Linked DNA regions of Ovis aries: region 2 is linked to region 1. Evidence: chromatin contacts called from public Hi-C data. All regions are on one chromosome and are shown on one strand. The core of a region is the stretch at or near the end of the contact, and the rest is flanking DNA. Distances in the headings are between cores, read along the strand shown.

Region 1 (3,481 bases), core at 736-3,235:
TGCCAACATTCACTGGATTATAGAGAAAGCAAGGGAATTTCAGAAAAACATCTATCTCTGTTTCATCAACTACACTAAAGTACGACAAACTGTGGAAAGTTCTTAGAGAGATGGGAATACCAGACCATCTTACTGGCTCCTGAGAAACCTGTATGCAGGCCAAAAAGCAACAGTTAGAACCCTTTATGGAACAACCGATTGGTTCAGGATTCAGAAAGGAGTACGACAGGGCTGTCTGCTGTCACCTTGTTTGTTTAACCTATATGCTAAGCACATCATGAGAAATGCTGGGTTGGATGAGTTACAAGCGGGAATGAAGATAGGAGGGAGAAACATCAACAGCCTCAGATATGCAGATGATACCATTCTAAATGGCAGAAAGTGAAGAGAAACTAAAGAGCCTCGCGATGAGGGTGAAGGAGGAGAGTGAAAGAGCCACCTTAAGACTAAATATTTAAAAAATTAAGATCATGGCATCCACTCCCATTACTGCATAGCAAATAGAAAGGAAATGGTGGAAGTAGTGACAGATTTCCTCTTCCTGGGCTCCAAAATCACTGTGGATGGTGACTGCAGCCATGAAATCAGAAGACGATTGCTTCTGGGTAGGAAAGAAATGACAAACCTAGACAGTGTGTTGAAAAGCAGAGACATTACTCTGCCAACAAATGTCCGTATAGTCAAGGCTATGGTCTTGGCCAGTGGTCACGTACTGTTGTGAGAGCTGGACTGTAAAGAAGGCAGGATACCAAAGAACATATACCTTTGAACTGTGGTGCTGGGGAAGACTCATGAGAGTCCCTTGGACAGGAAGGAGATCAAACCAGTCAATCTTAAGGGAGATCAACCCTGAATATTCACTGAAAGGACTGATGCTGAAGCTAAAGTTCCAGTATTTTGGTCATCTGATGCGAACAGCCAATTCATTGGAAAAGTCCCTGATTCTGGGAAATATTGAGGGCAGAAGGAGCTGAAGGCGTCAGAGGATGAGATGGTTGGACAGCATCACCGGTGCAATGAACATGAACTTGGGCAAACTCCGTGAGGTGAGGGGCGGGAGGCCTGGTGTGCTGCAGTCCATGGGGTCAGAGTTGGACATGATTGGTCAACTGAACAACTGCACTCAACACAGCTAACCTTCCTCAAGAAATACTGCTTATGTCTAACAACAAACACAAAGAGAAGACTTGAACACAAGGAAAAGACTATTGCTTTCAGGGATAAACTAATTAAGATAACGCAAATCTTGACGAAAACAGCTAAGAGACAGCATGGAACACTATTAAATCATGATCTTGGGACTCAGGCCACTCCTGCATTACTTCTCAATCACTCACTCACAAGGCAAGGTACTTAAGCTGCCTGACCTTCCCTTTTCTTATCTATAAAAGGGGGAACGTTATCCATTAGATGGAAATGTGAAAAGAATTAGAAATAATGTATGAAAAACTCACAGTACAATGTCTAGCTCACAAGAAGCTCAAACTAAATGGTAAAATGAACTAAGTCAGAAGACTTGTATTGATACTGACTTAATAAACGTAACTTCGCTAAGTCACTTATTAAATTTCTCTGGGTCTCATTTCTCCCATCTATAATATGAATTGGATCTACCTGATGACTCTTTTAATGAATACTAATATATTTTTTAAATATATAGCTATAAGAATGATTTTATTTTAAAAAATAGCATCTTTGTTCTCAGCCAGTGAAGTTAAAGCATCCCAGAATCTAGAATCAAAAAATGACAGGCAATCTTACAAAAATTTATACCAAATATTATGACAATAAAAAAAACAACGAATCAAATTTCATGCTCAAGGTTAGATCTCACTTGTCTTACCACAGAACGTGTATATCTCTTGCCTAAAAAACATAGTTGGCCTCATCAGCAGGAGGCAGCAGAGATCCTCGCTGCCATCTGCTCCATCATGAGAACCCAGGTCAAGTAATCACAGACGGCCAGGAACAGGCTGCATCCCACTCCAGGGAGGCGGCTCACCCCCACGGGCAGGGGCCGGTTCTCTCCATGTGAGGCAGCGGTAGTGCAGACCAGCAGGCAGAGCTCTGGGCTGGAAGCCAGGAGATTTCAGTTCTGGTTCAGGAACTGACTAGCTGTGGCTCGGATTAAGTCTCCTCCCTCCCCTGACCTCAAATTCAGCCGTAAAATAAGGCACTTGGTTAGGACAGTCTCTAATATTCCTGTCTAGGCACCTATGAACCATGCAAAAGACCATTTGTTACTGGTGTTAACAACATAAACTAACTCCCTTTCCACCTCGGTGTGCTAGACATTGGTCCTGTCACATACAGAAAGGGAAGAGTAAGTTGGGAATAACATGGATGTGTCACCTGAAGGTTTCTCCCAGGGCCTGCTCACCACCCACAGAAAGCTTCCCCCTAAATTCTAAACTGCACAGAGAAACGGAACTAGAGCAATTTTGCACATTCTCTTCTGACTCTGGTCACAATATGGGCGCCTTTCTTCTGCCACACCAGAACAAAGGACGGAGGGCAAGGAGAGGGGGCGACCTCTGATGACATGGGCAAGGCCTCGTAACCAGCACCAGGGAGACCTGGCCAGCAGCAGAGGGGCTGGCCGTGCAGGGGAGCGCCCAGGGCAACAGCACCACACAGGGACACTGGTCCCTGTGGACACGGAGGGTAACAGCAGAGAGCGCTCCTCAAGCCAGAGGCTTCGCTCCTGGGAAAGCTAAAGCTCCCAGAGGATCTCTCTTCCTCACAAGGACAGAGGACAGACAGGAGGTAAATGCTACAAGCACATGCTTGATTGAGAAGTGTGGGAAACACCTGCCACAATCACCAAGGACGAGGGCCACAGACACTTTCCTCGTCCGCTCTGTCCTTAAATCTCCCTGCTCCTTGTTCTTTCCAACTCTGACCAGTGAAAATTAATGAGAAAGTTAAGTAGCTGTACTTCACTTCTGATACAGTCAGGACAAAAGGTAAAACACTGCCTAGCACTGCAGCAGCGCAGAGGAATGAGCTGGGGAAGGGGCTTGATTCCCTTGAAGGGAGCAGCTTCCCCGAATTTCTGAGTTGCATACCCAGCACTCTGAGGAGGAGAATTCAAGTTAGTAGAGAATCATATGTACCACTACATGGGCAAATTCAAGAGCATAAAAATGCTTACCAACCAATTTTCTATTCTAAAAATTGAACAATATTGGCTTGATCATAATTAATTCATTGATAACTAGGACCAGTGAGATCATATAAATGGTAAATAAGTAATAAGTGTTGACAAATTCATGATAACAGCCTGCTGGGTAGGGACCTGATTCTTGGTTTTGTCTGCAAAGTCAGCCGCCCCCGAGAAGGTGGGTTTGAAAAAGCAAGGCGTTTGGAAAGTCCCTTAGCTTACATACTGCAGTACATATCACCAATTAAGTAATGTACCTTAAAATGATCTAATTGCTACTTCCACTATTAATGTAAAAGTAAACCATCTCCAGAAACA
Region 2 (3,481 bases), core at 644-3,143, 140 kb after region 1:
AATCTCAGTAATAATCTCAGGACTGAACTTGGAGTCATGAAACCTGTGCTGAACCCCAAGCCCTAGTTAGTTTGGGAGAAAGATGCTGAAATTTGTTAGGTCTCAGTCCTCTGAAATTTAAAATATGAGATTTGGTGCTCTGATGCTCTATAATTTTTTCTGTCCAACTAAACTTAATGCTTTCTTTCTACTATTACCCTAAGGCCTACCATTTAAAAAATCAGAACCTAAAAGAATACGACAGCTAACCTATTTATTTCTAGTTAAGGAAAATCAGTACACTGTGGTTACTTTACAGAGGAACTTTAAAAATTAGAAATTATATTGTATCATGAGCCAAAAGAGATGAAATGGCCCCTTCATACCAAAAGAAGCATAACCCACTTTGATACAATGCTTTTCAGGAAGGCAGGTCACCAAAATGGTTCAGTTTAATACAGTCATAAAATGTAGACTACTACAGGCTGGTTGGACTGCACATCCAACACACAATCCTTCATATAAACATTCCCTCTGAGCTTGTGAGCATTTGGGTGTGCCAGAGTTTAACATGACACTTGCTCATAAGAACTCGGAGCACAGCTATTAAACTCTTGTTTAGCAGCAGGCAGTGGCAGGTCACAGGAAACTTCTAGTGAAGAAGTCTCCTTCCCCACGAGCATTCTAATTTTTATTTGGGGACCCATTGGTCTTGAACACGCACACTTTGCAACAAAGCTGACACCAACAGAGGTGTCAAGGTGAATGTCCATATCACATTCCCCAGGGAATGAATTCAGTGGCAGGTGACCTAAGCTACTACAATCCAGACTTAAGACTACCATACAAATATTTATACAGTTCTAAAACATTCCCAAAATAAAAATGATCACTTCTTCATTTCACAAGCACAAGAGGATACCATCATACTTGAATTACAGTATTTAACAAGTAAACTTTATGCTTCAGTCTAATTTAAATGTACAAATTTATAAGACAAAATAGTAGAATAATAAATTTTTCATGTGGTAAAATTTAAAATGTGACTTTTACAGCTGCATAGCATCATCATGACTAACACTGCTAGAAACAAATGTTTCAATACAAACACAAATATGATTATAAAATGTAACTGACAAACAAGAAAGACACAGCATAGGAGGAATGTAACTTTTTCATATGCAACAATTATTTTCAAGGCCAAAACACAATCAAGTTGAGATTAATGCGTGTTTAGCTCCATGTCAATATAAAACTTAAAATTACCTCATTAAGAAAAAGCTTAACATTTAACTTTGTGTGGCATTAAATCCACAAGTAAAATATATGAAAATACAGGGAGAAAACTCATACTGTTCAAGTTATTGTTAAGGAAGGTATTCAGAATCAGAAAACCGAGATTTGAATTTTGACTCATTAGTATCTCTGATTCCTCAAACTACTCAGTCACATCTTCCATAAGTCTGTCTCATCTTCTATAAAATGTTGTCAAAGTAATAATTTGATTCGTCCAATTAGGTAATTACTCAGGAAAATCAGAACGCAGGAAAAGTTGGGGAGGGGAAGTGGTGGTGAGTGGACAGTGGCAAATAAAGATACAGAAAGTTGGTGAAGACTATTTCAAACATTTCTACTATAAGTTAGAAGTTGTTCTCTATTTTGCACCTTTCACAAATAGGTTTTTCAAATGACATTTTAAGAAAATAACTAGAGCTAATGATACAAGTTTTCACTATAATCTGAAAACATGAAATCTGCAATGGAAAACTTTGCTACAGTTCCAATGCAAGAGAACATTCATATCAAAATCACAGTGAGGACAATGTTAACTTGTTTATTTGATATCAATGGTACTGCTAATGTAGACGCATCCCACAAAGACCAGGAGTCAAATGGACCCATTGTTCAAGGCTGCTGGATGTAACAACGAGTTAACTGTGGCTCAGAAACTCATTTCATCATCCTGAAACTGTTCTGGCTCATAGTTCATGAGTCAAAAACAATAAACCAAAAAGCTTTAACAACCCAGACTGCCTATCCAGGTTATTCAACAGGCTTGGCACTCAATGACTGTTAGCCAATGCCAAAAATTGATTCTAACATCAAAGGATAAAGATTTATGACAAGAGAACATATTCAAACCCTAAAGGTGTAACAAGACTTTGCAGTACAATGGAAGCACTGTTGGAATAAGTACACACCATTTGGAAGCCAGATTCATTTCAACTTGAGACTGGCAAGCATATTTATAAGCAAGACTTACTCAGATCATAAAAACTACAGGAAAGTGCCCCTTAAATTCTTTTTGGAATAAGGCAGGATATGCATGTACGCATGCTAAAGTAAACAGAAATGTCCTGCTCAAAGGCTTGAGACCGACTTTTCTATTAACCCTTCATTCCCATTAGGTAATATTCCTAATATGACTAATGGTAAGAAAATTGACAAACTGAAAAACTAAAATATTTGCTCTACCTTTTCAACATTGTGACTCTGGGAATCCAGAGACCAGTGATACACACAGCAACCCACTCTAGGCTCTTCGGGACTGCCCTAGCCCCAAGTAGCTATAAGTAATTGCTATGTGAGGCCTACAGATCTCAACCTAGAGACACACCTCCTTGCTAAAAGAAAAACTAAAAGCCTTCCGAGACTAATTGTAAAATCAAACTACAAAACGGATTCCTGATCTAAAGATATAGACTATCACTCGGGTCTAAACCCTAGAAGCATCTACACTGTGGCAACAAATAACTCTTGTTCAAAATGCTTTAGGATCAAGTATCTATTTTAATAAAGTTCTCTGTTCTCTGGGGTTCTAAAGGCTTAAGAGAAGATACAGGATATTTACTTATCAAAACTCCTGTTGCCTGGTACTTTATTACAGTGGTATATAAAAGATCATGAAAAGGAATTCATATACAGTTTATATTAGACAAATAACATTTAAAAACAAAAAGAGTCTTCCAGATAAAATATGCTCTCTTCCTCATTCTTATGCTTTATTAATCCATTCTTCTGTTCATTTAACATGCTTAGAGAACCAACAAAAGAGAAGCCTCCCAAAAACCAGAATACTTCTCACCAAGATCCATACATTATTTAGTTTTAAGAGCCAGAGGCAACGATGAGAACTGTGCTGGATTTCTTTTCTTTAGTTTGCAATTCAGTACAGTCAGATTTCAGCTTGCAGGGAGAGAAAAAGAGGCAGTGTTTTAGGCTTTTAAAGGACTTCATCAGGCCACAGAAGGTCATCTATCTATGTACTCTCAGTCTGTCTTCAAATATATTTACCAAAAATACCAAAGTTTCAAAACATTAATGAAACTCATAACAACTATGAGTTACTATTATTACATATGACATACTGCTAGAACCGAACTGTTTAGATAGAAATTTTAACCTCAGGAGACCACACCACAATCATCTGGTCAACTCTTTTAAACCAAGCAAAACACACTGATTTAAAATCTCATGGAGGAAAGAGGAAGAGTTTTCAACC

The links. Hi-C and Micro-C count contacts between places; a contact is called where the count stands out from the background.
Region 2: a Hi-C map of hypothalamus shows a contact between it and region 1, with 3 times the contacts expected there. The contact joins two enhancer-like sites. A contact is called at or near these places in 5 of 16 Hi-C or Micro-C datasets (blood, hypothalamus and retroperitoneal adipose tissue).

Annotation. Positions count from the first base shown.
Region 1 is chr4:47,833,801-47,837,281 of ARS-UI_Ramb_v3.0, forward strand. The region is part of intron 8 of SRPK2 (SRSF protein kinase 2); the gene reads right to left. It also overlaps the pseudogene LOC132659682. Among named protein-coding and RNA genes, the nearest start is that of KMT2E, 130 kb to the left of the region's middle. Within about 2 kb of position 1,986, at least 16 of the 54 cell types and tissues checked have an H3K27ac peak or open chromatin away from gene starts, as enhancers often do. A contact at or near this core is called in hypothalamus, where this site is marked.
Region 2 is chr4:47,969,493-47,972,973 of ARS-UI_Ramb_v3.0, forward strand. All of the region lies in intron 2 of SRPK2 (SRSF protein kinase 2), which reads right to left. It also overlaps the pseudogene LOC114114583. Among named protein-coding and RNA genes, the nearest start is that of SRPK2, 74 kb to the right of the region's middle. Within about 2 kb of position 1,894, at least 19 of the 54 cell types and tissues checked have an H3K27ac peak or open chromatin away from gene starts, as enhancers often do. A contact at or near this core is called in hypothalamus, where this site is marked.